Linked DNA regions of Sus scrofa: regions 2 and 3 are each linked to region 1. Evidence: chromatin contacts called from public HiChIP or PLAC-seq data. All regions are on one chromosome and are shown on one strand. Each heading gives the region's core, a stretch centred on a gene start, on an enhancer-like site or on the middle of the called end of the contact. The rest is flanking DNA. Distances are from core to core; before and after follow the strand shown.

Region 1 (3,059 bases), core at 310-2,809:
CAGAGACAGCTTGGCTTCTCCTTGGCCCCCCAGTCCCATTATCCAAGTGCAGGAAAAACTGGTGAGACTCAAACCAAAAACCAGAGAGAGACGGAGGCAGACCCAGAGACAACCTTTCCCTCTAGGCGTTAATAGTAATAATATCAGCATTAGTACTAACATTATTAATGTGCCTGTTCCTAACCCTTCATCCCGCTCCAGTTTTGTCTTGAAAGCTCCTGCCAAGCCAGCCCGATCTGTCTGCCACCCACCCACGAGCATCCAAGAGTTATGCAGATGTTTATGGCTGAAAAAAAAAATCTCAGTTATGCATCCTTGTATTTTTAAATACTGACTGTAAGTGATTCAAGTATAATCCTTTGTAAAACGCGTTTCTCTTTGACACATTGAAGGGGTTGAGAGAGGAAAACCCGGCGTGGATTCCCCCTCCCCGGCCCCTCTCCCACCCACCACCCTCGCCCCCACCGTGCCAGCATCGAGGCCCCTGGCTGTCCCTCGGGCCCTGCACCCAGTCAAGGAGGGCGTTCGTGCTAGCCACTCGTCCAGGCTTGTCCCAACTTCAGTCCGAGTTGGGTCTCGGTTCTCAGCGCTGGACGCGCAGCAAGCTGTTTGGGGAGAAACTGCGCTCTTTTTCAGGTTCGCTCTTTGGCCTTTGCCGGGGTGGGGGTGGGGGCCCTCCAGGCCAGGAGCGTTCAGAATTTTAGGCGCTGAGACTCGGTTGAAGGCAAACCTGCGTCCCTCCCGCCCAGGAGCGCTCAGGGCTCGGGGTAGGTCCTGCTCCCTGCGCGCGATCTGAGAGTGTCCAGCCTCGGGGTGATGGCCTCACCCACAGGGGCGAACTTGTGGGCAGAAGAGGCAAGCGAGTCCGGAGAGAAGGGGGAGACTCCCAGACCTGTCCCCAGCCTCCCCCGCTCACAGCCGACACGCACTCGCCTGTCCCTTTCCGCCCTGTAGATGCTTTAGGGAAGGCCGCCCGCCTTTGGCAGGGCTTTGTCTTTAAGGGGACTTTTCCCAGAGTTGAAGACGAAGGTGAGAGAGGTTGAGAGACGCTACTAACCAGAGAGCAACCGCTGGGCTCAGGGTGAAGACTAACAGCTCAATGCGTTGGGCCGCAAGAGAAAAGTGGACGCCCCAAACGGCAGATGTTTGCTGGCGGCCCTCACCCCGGCACCTCCGAGGCCCTCTGGCCTAAAGAGAATGGCGATTGAGGACCACTGAGGTCAAGGCGCTGTCCTGGGAGCGCCTTTGAAAATGGCCAAGTCGGCGCCACGGCGATCCCAGCCTCAAGGCCTTGCCTCCACGGGAGCGAGGTCCTCCGGCTGGTGGAAGGGGCGCACGTTGCCCAAGAGGCACCCACAGGCCTGACATCCGAATAAGCTGGAGCTTAGGGCTAGCCCTGACGGGTTAAAGGAGGAGCTACGGGAACAGGATGGAGAAGTGAGAAAGTTATTAAGTTAAAAACAAAAAAGAAAAAGAAAATTGGCTTGGGCGAGTGCCTGTTGCCCCCCCTCCACCGCCGGCCTTTCCCGAATCCAGTCCGGGCTTTGCGCGGAGCCCACAGCCCGGCGCAGCCCGGCCTCTGGCGAGAGCCAATCAGAAGGCGCCTCTCAGCACGTGGAGGAGAGAGACTCCAGAGCTCCGTGCCCGCGGCTCACTACACTTGTTACTGCTTGTCCTGAGCGCGGAGAAGGCGAGCTCCGGCCGCGGGCAGGGCGGGAGCCGGCAGCCAGCGACCGAGCGAGGCAGAGAGGCACAGAGATCGCAATAATATCTATTATAACCAGCTATCTAACTTCACCCCCCAACACACACCCATACATCCCACCCGCCCCGAAAGGCAGCCAGCGGCCCGCTTCTCTGCGCCCGGGGGAAAAAACCCCAGCCATGAGCAATCAGTACCAGGAGGAGGGCTGCTCCGAGAGGCCCGAGTGCAAAAGTAAATCTCCAACTTTGCTCTCCTCTTACTGCATCGACAGCATCCTGGGCCGGAGAAGCCCGTGCAAAATGCGGCTTCTGGGAGCTGCGCAGAGCTTGCCCGCCCCGCTGGCCAGCCGCGCCGACCAGGAAAAGGCCGTGCAAGGTAAGGCTGCGCTCGCGAGGCACCTGGAAAGGGTTCTGGGCACTGGTTTGGATGTGTGATGTCTGGGGGCCGGGGGCCCGCGGTTGTCCAACTCGAGAGGGAGGGAAGAGGAACAACTCTGAGGCCTGGTGCCTCCAAGAGCGGTAAATATCTCGCCAAGGGGCTGTCTCTCCCTCCCTCTCTGCTTCCAGAAAAAGCAGAGACCAAGCTTCGCTTCAGGGGCCCTTAGGTTCTCGGCGTTGGTCCTTAGGTCGTTTAAGTGCGCCCTTTGGTGGCCTTGAGGGTGCTCTGAAGAGGGGCGGCAGGTCAGAAACAGCAGGTGCCAGGTGGGCCCTTGTAACCACAACTTGGTGAAGACAGGAGCCGCAAGAGCTGTGAATGGGGACTCCAGGCAGAGTGAGCCTTGGCCTTTCCTCTTTGGACGATTTCTTTACACGCGGTGTTCTGCTTTTTTCTTCTTTTTATAATCGTAGATTACTTGTGACCTTTTAAACCCAAGCTTTGCAGAAACCATCTCCCTGGGATTCCCCAAATGCTCCTTACTTACTGTATTTGAAGTGTATGAAATGTGCGGCTTCTGGGTGCTATTTTTTTCTCTGCTTTGTTAATTTTTTTTTTTAAATAGAGTTGAGGTGTTTCAAAGCTCTTTTTTCCCTAAAATTAAAAATTCCAGAACAACTGTCGTTTTGCCCCGAACCTGTTACACTCAAATTTCGCCTTGAGCTGGCTGCAGAGGTGTCGCACAGGGAAAGAATTGTTGATTTCTTTTCCAATCCCTAAACCAGCGGTCCAGCGGCAGCGCCACTTGGAAGACAGGAGCAGACAGCGGAGAAGGGGTCCTTTAAAATAAAACTGACTTTTTCCTTTTCTTTTTTTAGCCTGCAGTGGCACCTCTGCCAGGCGCTTCCTCGAGGGGAAGGAGCGGCCTGTGCCTATTGCACCCCTTCTGCCCCCACCCAGGCCTCTCCAAGCCCATTTT
Region 2 (3,059 bases), core at 393-2,892, 250 kb after region 1:
GATCTGGCGTTGCTGTGGCTGTGGGGTAGGCTGGCAGCTGTAGCTCTGATTAGACCCGTAACCTGGGAACCTCCATATGCTACGGGTGAGGCTTTAAAAAGCAAAAAAAAAAAAAAAAATTCCCATTCCTTTGCTTAGCACTCATTTTCTCTTGGATCAGCAGGATTATTCATCTGACAATCTGCTTAACGGCTCTCACCTGCCAGAATGTAAACCCCAAGAGGACAAGGCTGTTTAACACTTAAATTTACCGCAGTATCCCCAACACGCCAGCACCAGGCCCAACACCCAGCAGGGGCCTGGCGCCTTCCTCTGAGTTGTTATGAGAAAGTGCAGTATATGGGCTCTCCTATGTTAAGGTGGGCTGGACCCGGACTCGCGGCAGTAGCCCTCGTCACCTAGCACCCTCTGACAGGTCAGTCACAGAGCTCAGGGGAACGGACTTCTCAAAGGTGAACAAAGCAAAACACACGGTGGGTGAGCGCGGCCCCCCTACTTCCTCCAGCACATAGGCAGGTTGTCGTGCATGCTGCGAGCACCCACAGCAGACCCTTTCTCTTGTTTACTGCTAAGGAATCAGGAGTCTGGCCTCCCAAGCTCCAGCACTAGTTTTACTGGAATCACTACCCAAGGCTTTCGTCTCAAGCCTGTGGGTCAAAAGCAATGTCATTTGTCTCCGCTTCCCTCCATGGTACACACTCAGCAAATATTACTTGAAGAATTTCTGGCTATGAGGCAAGAGTCAGTAATTGAATTAAATATATTTCACTCGCTCTAAGCCAATCTTTTGAAAACGAGTTTTCTTCTGCCCCATCAGGATACTATTAAAGAAGAAATATCCGGATTTTTCGTGGGATGCAAGGATCAGCTGTCCACCACATCATGCCATGCAGTCCAACTTGAATAGAACACACGCCCTACCCTGCTGGCCGGCGCACAGCAATGTTACACGTGGCCTGAAGAACAATGCAGGTTATTAATAGCCCGTGAGCTTACTCCTCTCCCCCAGCGCCCCCTCCTCAAGCCTCCTCCTCCCCGCCTGCGGAAGACACACCACCCGCCTGCACAAGGCTGAACACATAGTCTGTGGTTAAGTCAGCAGGGGCGAAAAGTCCCTGAAACAAGTACTGCCAAATGTCTGACACTCCAAATTATGACAGAAACCAAATATCTTTGCTCCACTCCCATCTCCACTCAACTCTCAGCCCTAAGGCAAAAACAAACAACCAACCAACCAACCAAACCTCATCACTAGCCTCAAAGAAGCAAATCTTCTGTTAAATGTCAAACAACGAAGCCAATGAAAATAGGTAGTAGAAAACTAAACCCAAACCCGAAAAAAACAATTAGTAATTCCAAACACCACACATACATCATTTCTGGAAACAACTCAATCTCTGTTCTTTTACAAATGCAAGCAATCACTTCAGTTACATTCCATGTCATTCTGCTTTTTAAAGGGGGGGGTGCTTTCAAAGAAGAAAAATTTTAAATTCTGGACACTAATACATTTAAAAGGGACACCAGCGAACTCATCCACAAAAAATAATAATAAAAAGGAAACAAGGACAGCTGTACAACCCGACACTGGCACTAAATTTCAAAGTAGGTACGAAATCTCTAAAACGGTGACTACAGGGCTCAGGAATCTCTGGCTTAAAATCAAACAGCTTCTTAATACATACACACATACATAAAGCCGCCCTTCTCCCCGCCTTCCAAAACTCCCACGACTTACCAAACTAGCCTCACTGTAATTTCACACCATATTTACGATACAGCAAATTGGCACAGGCTCATGCTGCCTACTAAAATGATGAAATGCAAACAGACGGCACTAATTCTATTAGTCTGCCCTCAGTTAACCAGTCCTGAGCCACAATAAACCCAACCAGCTTGTTTTGTTTTTAAATTCGAGATGGGTATGTCTCTAAAGGGCCTGACTGTACTGTTACAAAGAGGACACACAAGCCACCAGACGGCACGGGCTGCCGAAAGCAGGCTCTTCCAATTAGCGACAAGTGTACCGGCACAGACGAAGCCATGAGATGGATGGGGCGGTGACATCACGGATGCCTTCAGATTCGAATGTGGGGGCCACTGGTCCATTCCGGGGATGGAGAAATCTGCAAGGGTGCCAAGTGCAACTGCGTCGTCGATAAGCCTACTACCTGGGCAGAGGAGGAAAGGACAAGCTGGAGAAAAAGATCAATGTTTTGGTTTGCGGTGATCCTTTCTCTCCAACCCATCCGTATCTGCAATTTGTGAAAAGAGGGGGAAAAATGGACGTTGGGGGGGGGAGGAGGTAAAGTTACAGGGTATTTCTCCTTTTCCTTAAGAGTAGCATTCTCCAGGAAATTACCTAGGCAGACCGACTGTGGAATCAGACAATTAAACCTTAGGCCAATTTCTATGCCACTGGTGAACAGTGGTTAATAACTTCACACTTCTCTTTTTGTGTCTTAACAAGGAGGGAATGGCACTTTCGAAATCATTACTGCTCTGTCATCTTGGTTCACTGCCAAAGCAAGGAGCTGGAGAACACCTGTCAAATAACACGCGGCCTGTGAAAGAGAAACGTAGACCAAAACAGGTTTACAGAAAATGTTCACATATGTAGAAAGAAGAATGAGTTTGGGTTAACAAAAAGTCACTCCTTCTGGTGAGGGGTGGGGAAGAAAGGAAGAGATTTCCAGGACTGAGTTTCTGCGATTCGAATCAGAGTAATGAAACTCGATCTGTCTAAGCAGAGATCAGTGGCGCTGACACAAGGTTAGTCTGACAGTATTTATCTCCTCATCCTCGGCCACACTCCCAGTGGTTCCAGTAATTAAATGTCGAAGCAAAAATACCGACCCTGCCTTCTCAAATGAGAATGGCCCAGTTAAAAATGAATAAAGTAGCGTTTCGCTTGTTCTGAGTATCCAGGCCATTCTTATAAATGCTAAACAGGCTTAAATATCAAGACCCTATATTAAAAAAACGCCACTCCTTCACATCTACCCATCCACCCTCTACCAGGCCAGTGATCTCGGTCACAGCAAACTAGCAGCAACTCT
Region 3 (3,059 bases), core at 148-2,647, 170 kb after region 1:
CTAAAAATCAAGGACCAAAACAAAGCTGGCTTTGCACACAGACAAAACTGGCCAGGCTGCAACAGGGAAGACATGAAAGCGCTCTCTAGGCCTCTCCACCAGCCATGGCCCAACTGAGTGCACCGGAGGCCTGGGCAGCCTGCTTGCTGAGCGCACTAACACTCAACATGGGGTGTCTCATTACTTAAGGGGAAAAGCCCAACAAGTGACCAAAAATTAGGAAAAACTGCCAGGCCTTATGAAATGTCTCAATGTCCATTTCCACAAACAACTCTTACCTTCCCATGGCAATAACAAAACCAACTGGCCTAACTGCTTCAGATTTATTCACAAGCTGATTTTTTTCAAGAGAAGAGACTTCATCTCAGCACTCTTGGCCATAAGACAATGGTAAATTTTTTAAATATAAAGGGAGACGATGCTGTACTTACTTTAAAATATTAGGTATGTAATGATTCTTGTACAAGTTACTTCGATACAACATCATAAAAAAGTGATTTTCTTGGGAGGACAATTTTAAGTTCAAGAGACAAATCACAGAGGGCTAAGTTAAATCTTTTTAAGAAGACATAATTAAACATGTTAAAAAATATGGATCCTTGCTGCTGGAACCTCTCTTTTTTTCTTTTTTAGGTCAAAATCCAGACTTAAACCCCAAACTTAAACAACATATAAATTAATTTTTCCAAATCCTGACAAAATCAGCAATAAGCAGCTTATTTCAAAGTTTCGGGAGAGTTAAAAGTTTTACTGCTTATACCAAAACTCATTAAGGTTGGAGTGAAACAGGGAAAAAGTATCTGGTGCTGCCACCTAGAGGTAGATGTTGAATTTCAAATGTGCAAAATAGAGCTGCTGCCTAGAACTCCATTTGTAATTACTGTCCCTCCAAAATGAAACACAATTGTCAGAAATGACATTAAAGCATTTTTATGATCACAGTTGCCATACATGCATATACACTGTATAAGCAATGTTAAACTGTGTACCATACAGTAAAATAATCATAGTAGTCTCTGAGCAAGCAAGAGATAACAAAAACGAATTCCAAATTGCTTATCCCTTCTACCGAGAGTTCTCTCTGAACAACTGGCTTAAAGAAACAAACTTTATGCCCCAGTTGAGAAAAAGAACTTCCACTTCTACTAGACTAGCTTTTGACAGATGACTTCAATCATTTGGTCCGGCACAGAATAAAAGGAGCAGCAGCCTGCTTGGGCTTGACACCAGTTATCCGGGAGAAGAGCAACCGTGGAAATGATGTGTGTTTTCATTCAATCCTGTGACTTGTAGTCATCCAGTCACACCATTTTTCTTGGGCTAGAGTGGGGGTGTAGAGGAGGGCGACGACGAGACGGGACAGAGGAGGCAGCGGAATGAAATTAAAATACTGTCATTTATAATTAGAAAATTTATAGGCTCTCACATTATTTTGGCAACAGGATCAAAGCTCTCATGTTTCAAGAAGTATTTATAGAAAGTAACATTATAGGTGTCGGGGTGGATGAGTTCACCAGTGCTGTTTTTCTCCTTAAGATTACCACATTCTTATCACGCATAGGCCCAAATGTAACACTTACCACAAAATTATTTTTTCTACCATTGTATTTTCTAACAATTATAAACTGTTTTTAGAATGTTCACCTGCCCCCATTCCCAAGGAGTATTTAAACTGCTCCAAACTCAAGGCATTAGGTTGAAAAACTGATGGATTCAATTCAATAATCTTTTTCCTCCAAAAGACAAGGTCTGTTAGTGCAACTGCAAATAACTAAAGTCAATTGCACATGTTCACACAACTGGGGAAGAGGGAAAAATCCATATGAGTGAAACCCCGAATGAATAGAGTAACTGATATTCCCAAGCATTTGTCTGAAATATGAATCACTTAAACTACTAGGGAAGCTAATTAATGAAATCCTACCATGTATTTTTTTTCTAAAAATTTCTCTTGGGAAATGAATCTTTTGCACAAATTCAGGCTTTCATATATCTGGACTTAGAGAATAGTACATAAACCGAAAATTTAGTACAACTAAAGAAAAACACTTTTTTTTTTTTTTGGTCTTTTGTCTTTTTAGGGCCGCATATGGCGGTTCATATGCCACAGTAACGTGGGATCCAAACCGTGTCTGCAACCTACACCACAGCTCAAGGCAATGCCAGATCCTTAACTCTCTGAGCAAGGCCAGGTATTGAACCCGTGTCCTCATGGATACTAGTTGGGTTCAGTTAACCACTGAGCCATGACAGGAACTCCTAAAGAAAAATACTTAACAAATTTTTTTTTTCTTTTTGCTATTTCTTGGGCTGCTTCTGCGGCATATGGAGGTTCCCAGGCTAGGGGTCGAATCGGAGCTGTAGCCACCGGCCTACGCCAGAGCCACAGCAACGTGGGATCCGAGCCACGTCTGCAACCTACACCACAGCTCACGGCAATGCCGGATCGTTAACCCATTGAGCAAGGGCAGGAACCGAACCCACAACCTCATGGTTCCTAGTCGGATTTGTTAACCACTGTGCCACAACGGGAACTCCCTATTTAACGAATTTTTAAAGGGTGAATTTTACATCCACAAAAAGTCTTGGAAAAGAATGTTCACAGCAGCTTTTTTTTTTTTTTTTTCCTTTTCTAGGGCCGCTTCCCACGGCATATGAGGTTCCCAGACTGGGGTCTAATAGGAGCTGTAGCTGCCGGCCTACACCAGAGCCACAGCAACGCAGGACCCGAGCCACATCTGCGACCTACACCACAGCTCATGGCAACGCCGGACCCTTAACCCACTGAGTGAGGCCAGGGATCGAACCCACAACCTCATGGTTCCTAGTCGGATTGTTAACCACTGCACCACTACGGGAACTCCTGCAGCTTTATTCCCAATAAACCATAAACTAGAAACAATCTAGATGTCCCTTAACAGGAGAGTGAATAAACTAACTGGTATAACCTACCTTGGGATACTGCTCGACAACGAAAAAGGTGGAATACTGATCCACTAAACAATGTGGATCTCAAAAATACGCTAAGTGAAAGAAGCTGAACACAAAAAGTCTATACT

What was found. HiChIP or PLAC-seq counts read pairs in DNA pulled down with a chosen protein or histone mark.
Region 2: a contact with region 1 is called in an H3K27ac HiChIP or PLAC-seq map of skeletal muscle, with 6 times the contacts expected there. The contact joins the enhancer-like site here to the promoter of ARX in region 1. A contact is called at or near these places in 1 of 5 promoter capture datasets (liver), 7 of 47 Hi-C or Micro-C datasets (embryonic fibroblasts, epiblast stem cells, fetal skeletal muscle and 3 more) and 2 of 2 datasets of contacts at active chromatin or transcription factors (alveolar macrophages and skeletal muscle).
Region 3: an H3K27ac HiChIP or PLAC-seq map of skeletal muscle shows a contact between it and region 1. The contact joins the enhancer-like site here to the promoter of ARX in region 1. A contact is called at or near these places in 11 of 47 Hi-C or Micro-C datasets (alveolar macrophages, brain, embryonic fibroblasts and 6 more) and 2 of 2 datasets of contacts at active chromatin or transcription factors (alveolar macrophages and skeletal muscle).

Annotation. Positions count from the first base shown.
Region 1 is chrX:21,078,350-21,081,408 of Sscrofa11.1, reverse strand. It overlaps ARX (homeobox protein ARX), which reads left to right and starts at 1,559. Exons shown (of 5, transcript XM_021080129.1): 1 at 1,559-2,080. The coding sequence starts at 1,885.
Region 2 is chrX:20,829,769-20,832,827 of Sscrofa11.1, reverse strand. The region is part of intron 26 of POLA1 (DNA polymerase alpha catalytic subunit); the gene reads right to left. Among named protein-coding and RNA genes, the nearest start is that of POLA1, 75 kb to the right of the region's middle. Within about 2 kb of position 1,642, at least 5 of the 83 cell types and tissues checked have an H3K27ac peak or open chromatin away from gene starts, as enhancers often do. A contact at or near this core is called in fetal skeletal muscle and skeletal muscle, where this site is marked.
Region 3 is chrX:20,905,044-20,908,102 of Sscrofa11.1, reverse strand. The region is part of intron 32 of POLA1 (DNA polymerase alpha catalytic subunit); the gene reads right to left. Among named protein-coding and RNA genes, the nearest start is that of POLA1, 150 kb to the right of the region's middle. Within about 2 kb of position 1,397, at least 1 of the 83 cell types and tissues checked has an H3K27ac peak or open chromatin away from gene starts, as enhancers often do. A contact at or near this core is called in skeletal muscle, where this site is marked.